Linked DNA regions of Rattus norvegicus: region 2 is linked to region 1. Evidence: chromatin contacts called from public Hi-C data. All regions are on one chromosome and are shown on one strand. Each heading gives the region's core, a stretch centred on a gene start, on an enhancer-like site or on the middle of the called end of the contact. The rest is flanking DNA. Distances are from core to core; before and after follow the strand shown.

Region 1 (5,823 bases), core at 244-2,743:
GTGACTTTTGCCGGGGCCCTTGGAACAACCATGTGGCTCTTTCCTCAGATGCTAATGCTAGATAAAAATCACCCAGGCAAAGTGGTCAGCTTCTCTGGTTTGGCTTTGACCCAAGTTGATTCAAAGATATTTAAAGAGGGTGGGCTCATATTAGGGCTTGTGCCACTGTGGGGTGGGGTGGGGTGCGAAGGTATCACCTCTCTCATTTTTTAAGGTGATACTCGACATTTTGACAGGTGGGTTCCTTATCTAGAGTTGTCATCATTTTTCTTTTAAAGATTCAAATCAGGAAGAAGGACTCGAACAAGAAACAGAACCCAGAGGAGACACTATTCAACTTTCTCCTCCCCCGACAAAATAAACACCTATGAAGAGTGTGCTGTACACCTGTTAGTCTGCAGGACCTAGCTGGATTTTTCTCTTTCTTTCTTATGATGACACTTGTCTGGCTGGCATTCGAGCTAGTCTTAAAACTACCTTTCCACCCAAATCACTCAACTGGAAAAGATGCTGTATGTCAACAATTTCTGCCTTGAGCTTCGATTCCCTAATGAGCTGATTCTTCTTAAAAAGAACAATGATCATCTTTTTCTCCCCTCCTTCTCTTTGGGTGGGGGGGAAAAAAACGAAAACAAAAACAAATCCCAGTCCATTCTCGGCCTGCCGGCCAGGCAAACCCTCAGCCACCCCAGCCCAGCGGCGGCCACGGCGGCGGCACCCCCGAGCGGGCTCCGCTCCCCGGTGTCATTGTTTGCTAATTTCCTGACGTGCCCTCCGACTTGTTTACCTTCAATAACACCCGGTGGGTCCCCCTCCGGCACAACTTTCCCCGCGGCGGGGCGTGTGCGGCCCGCGGGGGCCCCGGGTTCGGGCGAGGACGAGGGGGTCGGGGCGGGCGCGCCCCCGGCGTGGAGCCCGCGGGCGGCCGGGGCGCGCGGGGCCGAGTGCGCGGTGCGCGGCGCCGGCTTCCCGCCGCTGTCCCCGGGCCGGCAGCTTACCTCGGCTCACCAGTTTGAAGCTCTGGGATTTCCTGCTTCTTTTCCTCTCCGAGAACTCCATGGTGCGGGCAAGGTGGCGGCACGGCAGGAGACTGAGGCGGCCGCTGAGGCGGGCTCGTGTCACCGCCGCGGAGCCGCCAGGACCAAGGTCCGCGTCGCGATCGGCAGGGGAGGCCGAGGGACGGGAGGAACCACCGCGAGCCCGGCCGGGGGCTGCGCGCCCGGGGCGAAGTTGTCCCCGCGCGCGGCGCCGCCTTCCCGGTGTCTTAGGCGACCCCTCGGTGCCCCCTCATGTCGCCTCGCTTTTTCCCGAACGCAGCCCGCCGCAGCCCAACTTTCCGCTGGGAGCCGGGCCGGGTGGGGGCGCGGAGCTGCGGGGTGCTCGCCGCGGCCCGCCTGGGCTCAGCCTGCGGACGCGGCCCGGGAGACGCGGCGAGCCGAGGGAGGGCGGCGGCGGCGGGTGCGGAGCGGCGGCCGGGGCGCTGACCGCCCCCGCGGGAGGAGGGGCCGCGCCGGCGGAGGGGGCGGCGCCGCCGGGACCCCGGGGCCACCTGCTGGCGGAGCCGGGCCGCCGCCATCCCCTGGGGGCCGCCGCCACTGCTGGACTCGGCCGCGCGGCGACCCGGCGTGGCCCGGAGGCCGCGGCTCAAGCGTCGGTGGCCGCCCGGGGCCGGCGGAGCTGTCCCCGGGCGGACGCCGCGCTCTGCGGGGCCTCCCTCCGCCGCTCCGGGAGGCGAGCCTGCCTTTAGAAATAAGCCGAGGATCGCGGCTCCTCGGCGGCCAGCCCTCGCTCAGTCTGAGAGCCGGGCGGTGCCAGGGCCAGGCGCGGATTTTAGGCAACTTTTAGCAGGGGGTGAAGAACTTACCCATCCGCGCTCTGCGAGCAAACGGGGAGAAATTTGAGAATGGACTGCTGAGACGACTATGGGATGGAGCAAACTTCAATTCTTTACCCCCATCCTGGGGGCTGGAGGGGAAGTTATATGCAAAGGGGGTGCTTGGAATGGTGTTTTGGGGAGAGGAATACAAGAGGTGAGGAGTGCAAGGGGGTGCAGGCTCCTGGAGAAACAGTGGTCATAGCAGGTGCCTAGACTCTGCCACTTGAGGCAGAAATAGCAAAAATAATTGACGTCCACAAATGACCGTTGGGAGTTTTATGTAATATTTTTCTCTGGGGTGCACTTACTGTAGGCGCCATTTCTTACCACATGTTTTAAGCGGGAATAGAAAAGATTTTTTTTTTTTTAACATCACCTGGGAATGGTAGTGTGGGAACATGATCTGACAAGCTTAAAAGTACTGCCTCCAAATCTACGGTTTCTAGACCAAAGTACAAAGGGGAAGAAGGGACGGGCAGCTGCTGCTCCAGCACCTTGGTAAGGTCAGGTTGCTCCAAAGAATAGAGAGGAAAGCGGGGAGGGGGCGGGGGTGTGGTGGGCTCTCTTGATGAATGAGTGAGGTGAGTTATAGTCAAATGAGATAGCCTTTCAAAAGCCACTCTGATATAACCGTGACATTAAGAGCAGGGTAACTACCAAGAAAAGGGGAATGTTAGAAGCAAACAGTGCAAGCATACCTGGGAAATAAAACCAAAGGACCGGGTGGGCATCAAGCCAACTGGAGACAGCAGGATAGACATAGGTGTGGAGCAAACGATGGGAAAGGTGGTTTAACCTGGCTGGCCTCGGTGAGACGAGAGCTTTCATTCAGCGCAACAGAGTAAAGAGAGGATTCTTTTTTTTTTTTTTTTTTCTACTTCTTTTTGAGGTAATGTTAGAGGCTGGGTCCTTTCCCCAGGAAAATTGTATGGAAGAAATGAAATGGTGTTTGGTGAAGTTCTTAGATCTCTTTAGAGTTATAAGAGGCATGGAAGGGTCCGATATGATAATGGTTTGGGAAATAATCCCACTTGGTTCATCCCCCACCTACCTTTTAAACCAGTTTTAAAAACCTGAAGATGTCTGGGATGTTTCTAAAGTAAGAGAACATTCTACATCTCATTCTGGGGCTGTGTGTGTGATATCCCTTGTCGAATTTTATTCCAGTAGTCACAAGCTGAGTACTTTGTTGATTGAATAACACAGAGTATTCATGCCTTGGAGCATAAAGTAAAATTTTATTGTGCTTAAACTATGATGAAATCATTGGAGGTATTATCCCAAGAAGCAAACCCCAAGGAAAAGATATTAACGAGTCGTCACTTTAAGTTCAAGTAGCAATGTGAATTCTACCTGCTGAAGGGACTGTTCTTTATATTGTTAAGGGGCCATTTTAAGGGACTATCTAAAAATCTTTTTGCATTTATGACCAGATTCCATGAGTGAGTTGGTGTATAGAGGATATGAAGCAGCCTGTCCTATTACATTTTAGGGAAAATCAACAAGTTTTATTTACTTTCTACTTGGTACACACGGCTGTGGCTATATAATATATAATATATAAAATATAATATATAACATATATATATTTGCAGTTAGTAGTAAGCAATATCAAGCTGGGATCACCTGGACTGGGTGTGTATCCATCATGGTCTATGTAGGTTAACTTAGCAAAACAGTGCAGAAACTTACTTTCAGATCGCTGCAAGGAGTCCAAGACCAAGGTCTGATACAGTCTGTTTCTAGGGAGAGCTCTTTTCCTTGCTTGAAAATTGTGGCCGTTTTGCTGCATGTTCACAATTGGTAAATGAGTCTCCCTTTTATTTAAAAAATGTTTTCGTTTTACTATTTTATCACGTTGTGTTTTTGCCCCGATGTGTGCATGAGCACCATGTGTGCACCTGATGCCCACAGAGGTCAGAAGAGGGATTTGATCACCCAGAACTGGATGCACAGATGGCCGTGAGCCTCCGTGTGGGTGTTGGGAGTTAAACTTGGATCCTCTGCAGGAGCAACGAGTGCTCTCACTGGCTGAGCCGATCCCCCAGCACCTTGACCTCCAGTTCCTCTTAGAGGACTACAAAATTTATGAACAAGAGCCTGCACTTTTGACTTCTTTTAACATTAATGATCATCAATTAAAGACCCCATTTCCAAATGCGGTCATATTAGAGGTTGGGGCTTCAACATGGAGATTTTGAGGGTCAACAGTGTTGGTTGTTTGGACATAGTGTCTGGGTTGAGTTATCCTGGCAAACCCTTTAGATCTAGCTCTGCTCAGTACTTACAAGTTCCCAGAAACTGAAGAACCACAGGTTTACATGTTCTGGAGCTTGGGGTAAGACTGGGCAAATATTGCATGACATCACGCAGGCCAAACATCTTATTATATGACCATTCGAAAACCAGGTTGATTATAAAGGTTGCGCATAGGTTTTAATCTTTGACAAAGACAGGTAATTTGGCCAGAAAACATTAAATAACCGTAACATAAACCTTAAAATTCTCTGGAAACTCTGTCGTTAAGAGAAATGAATAGTATTATAAAAATTCCCGTCTTTATTTAGAGCTCCCTCTTCCCAAAAGGAATATAACACGAGCCACATGTATAATTTGGATTTTCGTAGTAACATTAAAGAGTAATCAAATTAAATTCACTTCATTAGTACATTTTATTTATCTGAAACCGTTAAACGATTATCATTTGGACATGTATCAGAATGTTCTTGAGATGTTTTATATTCCTTCTGTATGTTTTGTATGTGAGGTGCATTTTACAGTTGGAGAACAAATCCATTCAAACTACCTAAGGCGACCATACCGGACAGCTTATAATTAGAGAAACCTCAAGATTTGAACCAGTTGTGTATATAATTGTGACTAGAACACATTACCTTTCGACTGTTCCATTAACCCTCAAACAGAAAGAAAGAAAGAAGTAAAACAGCGTCATCAATCTTAAGCTGTTCGTAGCTTTGGATTCTCTGGAACTGAAAGTGGTCAGTCCCTAACTAGATCCTGGGCACCCTTAGTATTCACCGTAGCTTTCAGTTTCATGCCAGTTGCCTGTTCTAAGTCTCATGAACAATATAGATCACTAAACAGTGGCCCTTATCTCTTAGTTTATCCTTTGGCCTCATAGAGGTTCACATTCTAGTTTGCTTTCAGAGACAGTCATTTAAAATAATGGAGGAGGTACTTATAAGAGATTATATCGGTGGAATGGGATTTCTTGGCACTTTATTTAAAAGTGTTACCTTATGTTTATGTTCCTTTAGGAACTTGATTTGCTTATGTAGGACGTAATCCTAACCACTCTCCAAGTTTAGTGCATATTAATGTTTGTTTCCATACAGTCATTGTTTTTCTCAGTGAGAGTAGGATGACAGTCCAGTTTCCAAACTCTTAACAAGGGATGGTGAGCCAGTTACCGTCCCATTTCTTTAAAATTCTCTATCCTTTTTTGCTTCAGATCTAAGTTAAATATAGTAAAGGATACAAACCTTATGTGGACACTTCATTTTATTTTACTAATAATGTCCATGCATCTACCAAACTATTGAAAAGGTGGACGTTTCTAACCACAGAGCAAGCTCCCCTAAGACCTCCCCAGTGTATTGACCGCCACCCTAGGAAAACAGAGTTCTAACCTTTATTACCACAGCTTGGATGTGCCTGTTGATGAGCTGAATGTTAGTGGAATCGTGTATGCTATACCGTTCTGCATCTTGCTGCTTTTGCTTAACGAGCCCAGAGATTTACTCATCCCCTTGGCTGGGATAGGTAGCTCATTGCTTTGCCGTCCATTGTCGCATTAGAGGACCATGGCACTTAAGAAAATCAAGGCAAGCCTATTCTACTATTGATGGCTATTGCTCATTTTTGCCCCATCTTTTGGTGCATAAAAACCTACTTTAGGGTACATATGAGTAAGCTGATGAACTATA
Region 2 (5,204 bases), core at 2,680-5,179, 220 kb after region 1:
TAAGCCAATTGAGAACTGAATTCTTATCAGATGGAGTGCATGGATTTCTCTCAAGATGAAACGTGCTGAGATCATTTAAGTTTGCTTTACACATGCCTTTACACACATCGATTGGGAGTTGATTAAATCCTTTAATCAGATAATGCACCCGTTTGGTCTAAGGATCCATGCAGGGTGTTTGAGTAAAACCCAGACTAGACTTGAAGAACACTGGTTACTTGGATTTTAGGAAATAGACAGGTAAGGGGGTTGTGGAGAGGAAAAATGGGCAAAATAAGAAGAGAGCACCCTGGCCATTCAGAACCATGATAATGTAAGGTCCCAGTTGAACCTTTTCCGGGACCTCTTGAGTGAGACTCATGGAGGCGGTGATGGATGCAAAAGCAAGAGGAGTTTAATCATTCTGACATGTTGGGGCCACCCCACTTCAAGGGGAGATGACCCTGAGCAGACTCTAACAGGGAGTTATATACCTTGCAAACAATTGAGGCAGAATTCAAACAATTGAGGCAGAATTCAAACAATTGGGGCAGAATTCAAACAATTGGGGCAGAATTCAAACAATTGGGGCAGAATTCAAACAATTGAGGCAGAATTTGCACGGTGGTAACTAGGCAGGGTACCATGTGCATTTGGTGGAGTGAGACAACTTTCAGGTCGACTCAGTGTAGCGTTCAAGACTTTCAGCTGGGAGTCAGGTAGCTTTGTGTGAGTTTGGCTTGCAGCTCTTCCAGGAACTAAACCAGCTTTTTCCTTCCTGGAAGGGAGGAGGTCCTTGGGCTAGGAGGTTTGTGGTGGGAATTTTCCTACTGACCCCAGATTGGCTCCGACTCTGGCTCTTTCAACGAACACTCTGATGGCGAGAATTCTGGGGAGGAAGTCAAACACCAGAGGTCTAACCTCAGGAATCGAATCTGTGTGACTTAGGGCACGACACGTAGCTGTAGCGGGCTTCTCTTTTCCTAACTGTAGAAGAGAGTGGGACTCAATAGATCTCCATGGAAGAAGTCTTTTTATTTTTACACACCAGGAATGGATTTAAACTAAAACAGCTCCCTCAGCCTCCACACCAAAACTGCAGCCAAAACTGAATTTAGTACTACACACCTGTAACCCCAGCTGTGGGAGGTCCCGGCAGGAGAAATGAAGCTCAAAGTCCTCCTTAGCTACATAGCAAGAGTTTGAGGGCAGCCTGGGCTACACAGAACCTTATCTCCAAAAACAAAACAAAACAACCAGAACAGCAAAAATCCCTCCTTGCAATAGAGAAACCGCACCCAGGCCAGTCCCATGAACCTCTCATCTGTAGACTGATACCCACCGCCATTTTACAAATGTGTGAAGAGGCTGCTGTGGTGAATGTGGTGCGGGTTTGTGGACAGCTGTCCGTGAACCTGGTGTCTCTCAAGAGCCGGGCAGGTCATCTCCATCAATGGACGACAGCAGCTTCTTGCAAAGTCAGGGTTGACAAAATTCCCAAGGATTAGAGAATGGTCCTCATTTGCAAAACCCTTGAGAGGGGACTGGTTGGTCTCTAGCTGCCCTATCTTTGCTAAAGGGAAGCCGGAATAACGAAGTGAGCGGAAAGAAGAGACTGTGAGGGGAACCGTGAGGAATAAAAGTGACCCGGACAAGGAAGTACTTTGAAAATCAAGCTATTTCAGACTCTACAAACGTAGACTTGAAATTATCACATAGTGGAAAGGTCACTGTCAGCCCTTGGAGGTGTCTGCTATTGTTCTGATGCCATTTTCTGTTTTAATAGTGAGACACGGACACAGTGGGGTTATGGCCAACTGTGTGGATATGAGACTCCACTCCTGCAAGTTTATGCTGGCTCAGAAATCACTTGACAAATGGTACACATGGCCTTTTCAGATGTGCTTCTGTTCAAGCTGGTCTACAGAGGGTCACCTCCACTCCCCCAAATGACCCCTCTCCCTCCATCCCTCAGCTTGAAAGTGCCCTACATAGGCCATTTCTATAGCTCCTGCTACCCCCGACTTCAGCTCCACTGTTCATGCAAACAAAGCCTCTCTACTGAGCTCCTGGGCCATTGCAGACAGGGCTCAGCACTCTTCTCTCAGCCCTGTCATTTCTGACAACTGTGGCCTCCTGGAGGGCTGGGGCATACCATGGTTATCTTTGTGCCTCAAGATCAAGTACAGAGCCTGACATAACTAACTGCTAACTTTGATGCTTAGCTGTCCTCCACTCTGTCCCATCTTGGTCAGACTTCCTTTCCTGTCACTCGGTCAGAGTATTGGTTTTTTTCTTGTCACTGTGAGGGAACACCTCACAGAAGCAACAGAATGGGGAAGGACTTGTTTGGGGTCGATGTTTGGTCCAGCATGGTGGAGAAGGCATAGCAGCTGAGCAGGCTTTCAGAATGGTTTGTTCATGATTTGGTAGCTAGATTAGGAAGCACAGAGCTCAGGCTGGAACTGGGGCAAATATATCCTCCAAGGTTTACCTCCAGCCCCATGTCACAAGGGTTCCACAATGTCCCCGAATGGCAGCACCAATTGGGGTCCAAATGTTCAAATAAACTAGTCAGGGTGTGTGCAAGCATGTGAGTGTGTGTGTGTCTGTATATGTGTCTGTGTGTGCATGTGTGTGTTAGTGTATGTCTGTGTGTGTCTCTCTGTGTATGCATGTGTATATGTGTGTTTGTGTGTATATCTATGTATGTGTGTGTGAGAGAGTGTGTATCTATGTATGTGTCTGTGTGTGTGAGACTGTGTTTGTGTCTCTGTGTGTAAGTATATGTGTATGTGTGCATGTGTCTGTGTATGTGTGCAGTATATATCTGTATGTGTCTCTGTGTATGTGCAAGTACATGTGGGTATGTGTGTGTGTGTGTGTGTGTGTGTATGTGTGTAATTCAGATTTAAGCCACATCAACAGAGAAAGAGTAAGAACAAACGATAACCAAAGTGTCATAAAACTATAGGTGTTGGGGGGGTCTCACCCTCCACACAGCCAGGCTTCGTGTTACTTCCCGTCTCTTACTGTCCACACAGACAGTGGTTAAAGCAAGGCTGCTGATTGGCTTGTATCTTAACGATAAGAAAATCACCTCCCAGGCCCGACAGGGAGGGGTTACCACTATAGTAATTTTTGAGTGGAGATCCACAGGGTCTGAAATAGCCTAATTTTCCAAGTCCGGTGTCTTTATCCCGTTTGCCTTAGCCCTCAACTAAAACATAGAGAGGTTCTTCGTGCCCCCCACCCTCAGCCCCTGCTTCCTCCTGAAGAATATTTTATGAGAACCCAAAACTCATTTCTCCCTTCAGTGTTGTATTAATGGAGAAATAAATGAGGCGGCAGCACTGCTGTCTCAGGCCACCGTTTCCACTTCCACGGGTCTCTACCAACTGACAGAAGACCCCAGGGAGGGTGCAGAAATGACAAGCATGTTCTGGGAGAGGGGGAGGGAGGAGAAAGGGAAGGGGGAGAGGAAGAGAGGGAGAGGGAGGGGAAGGAAAAAGGGAGGGAGAGGAGGAGGGGGAGGGAGAGAGGGAGGGGAGGGGGTGGATCTTCCTTTGACAGAAATTGGAAAGCAGTTTCCTATTAACCTTTATCACCAAGACATCAGACTGGAAACTCCTAGAAGCTCAAGGCCTGTCATGTGTTTGCTCATAACCTTGGATGTTTAATTCATCCTGAACTTTTCTATCACAGAAAACTGAAGGGAAATGTCTGGATGAAAACAGACCCGAGACATCTCCATTCACACCCTGGGCAGACACAGGTTTGGGGAGATTTCTGGGGAAGCGAGGAGAGTTGATGGTTTGCATGCTAAGTTGAGATCGTCCTTTCCTCCCTCCCGCTCTGGAGAAAACCGAGTTTGGTTTCCTGCTTTTATGAACGGCTGGTCTGTGTTCCTCTGTGTCACTAGGGGGCACTGTTGCTCCTCTAAACTGCCCAATGTAGGGAAGGGATGGCTTTCAGTTTACAAAGAACCTTCTGAGTTTCTGAGTGAGCCAGGGGAAAGGAAAGACCGACCCTTCCTTTGCAAGGGTCTACACAGGCAATCCCAAGTCTGTTCTGCATTAACTGCATCTTTACAACTCGGGAGTGTCTGAGCCTTGCTGTCTCCAGAGTTAGCCAGTTCATAGAGCTAGTAAGCTGTTATGATAACCAGCTCTAATTCTCACTTATGACTAACAGGCCCAAAGCCTCGCTTCTACAACCTCTGCTGACTCTCAAATGCTGCTGCTTCTCCTCTCACGTTCCCCTACTCTTCTGACCAGAGACGTGTTCCAGATGACATGGCAAAGTCCCTAGGTCACCAAGCCTGTTTACCCAACTCATCAATGACTTTCCATAGGAACCTCAATAAAGAATACTGCTTTCTTTCCCCTTCCCCTCCCCCTTTGCCTCCAGACACTCCCAGCACCCAGTGACGTCACCCCTTCTCTCGGTAGCTGTCACAGGCCACTTTTCAACACTTGATCTGTTGGCTTCATCACACTTGAATAGCAAAATCAACACCTCTGTGTACATGCACATGTGTCTGTGCAGGTCAGAGGGGAGCGAGGCAGAGTTGTTTCTCCTCCTTCCACCTCCTGGGTTCCAGGGACAGAACTCAGGCTTGGCTACTGTCAGGACCAAAGGAGACTCCATTTCCCCAGATTCTGGTGGCTAGACAAAAGTCAGCATTCCTCAGGAACGCAGGAAGCTGGTTCCCCTCTACCAAAGAGCCATCCCCTTGTCACTGGTGCTTGTTAGTAAACTAAAGTGTATGGTGGCTCCCAGGCTCCCAGAAGCACAACTACCTGTTACAATGTCAGAGCCCTTGCTGTCTCTTGTTAGCATCCCCCTTCTTCAGCTCATGGGCTTCCCTCCCCCAGATACCTCTCTCTCTCTCTCTCTCTCTCTCTCTCTCTCTCTCTCTCTCTCTCTATCTCTATCTCTCTCTCTCTCTCTCTCTCTCTCTCTTTCTCTCCCCCTCCCTTCCTTCTCCTCCTCTTTCTTTCTCCCCCTCCCGCCACGGTCAAGTCCAGTCTGACGGCCATGTTCTGTCTACTACATTCTCTGCTCTGTGCTCTTCCGGATGCTTCTGGCTGTTTTCTTCCTCATACCTGTACTGGAAAACCTTCCCCCTTAACCATAACTCTAAGCTGATCATGCTTATGTAGCGGTCTTACCCCTCCTCCAGCCATCTCTCCAGCCCTCAAAATGTATATCTTAAAATAAGT

What was found. Hi-C and Micro-C count contacts between places; a contact is called where the count stands out from the background.
Region 2: a Hi-C map of Schwann cells shows a contact between it and region 1, with 6 times the contacts expected there. The contact joins the enhancer-like site here to the promoter of Bend7 in region 1. A contact is called at or near these places in 2 of 12 Hi-C or Micro-C datasets (Schwann cells and mammary epithelial cells).

The regions. Positions count from the first base shown.
Region 1 is chr17:78,473,966-78,479,788 of GRCr8, forward strand. Bend7 (BEN domain containing 7) reads right to left here and starts at 1,494. Exons shown (of 8, transcript XM_039096483.2): 1 at 999-1,494. The coding sequence starts at 1,059.
Region 2 is chr17:78,694,927-78,700,130 of GRCr8, forward strand. The region is part of intron 4 of Frmd4a (FERM domain containing 4A); the gene reads right to left. Among named protein-coding and RNA genes, the nearest start is that of Prpf18, 160 kb to the left of the region's middle. Within about 2 kb of position 3,930, at least 8 of the 93 cell types and tissues checked have an H3K27ac peak or open chromatin away from gene starts, as enhancers often do. A contact at or near this core is called in Schwann cells, where this site is marked.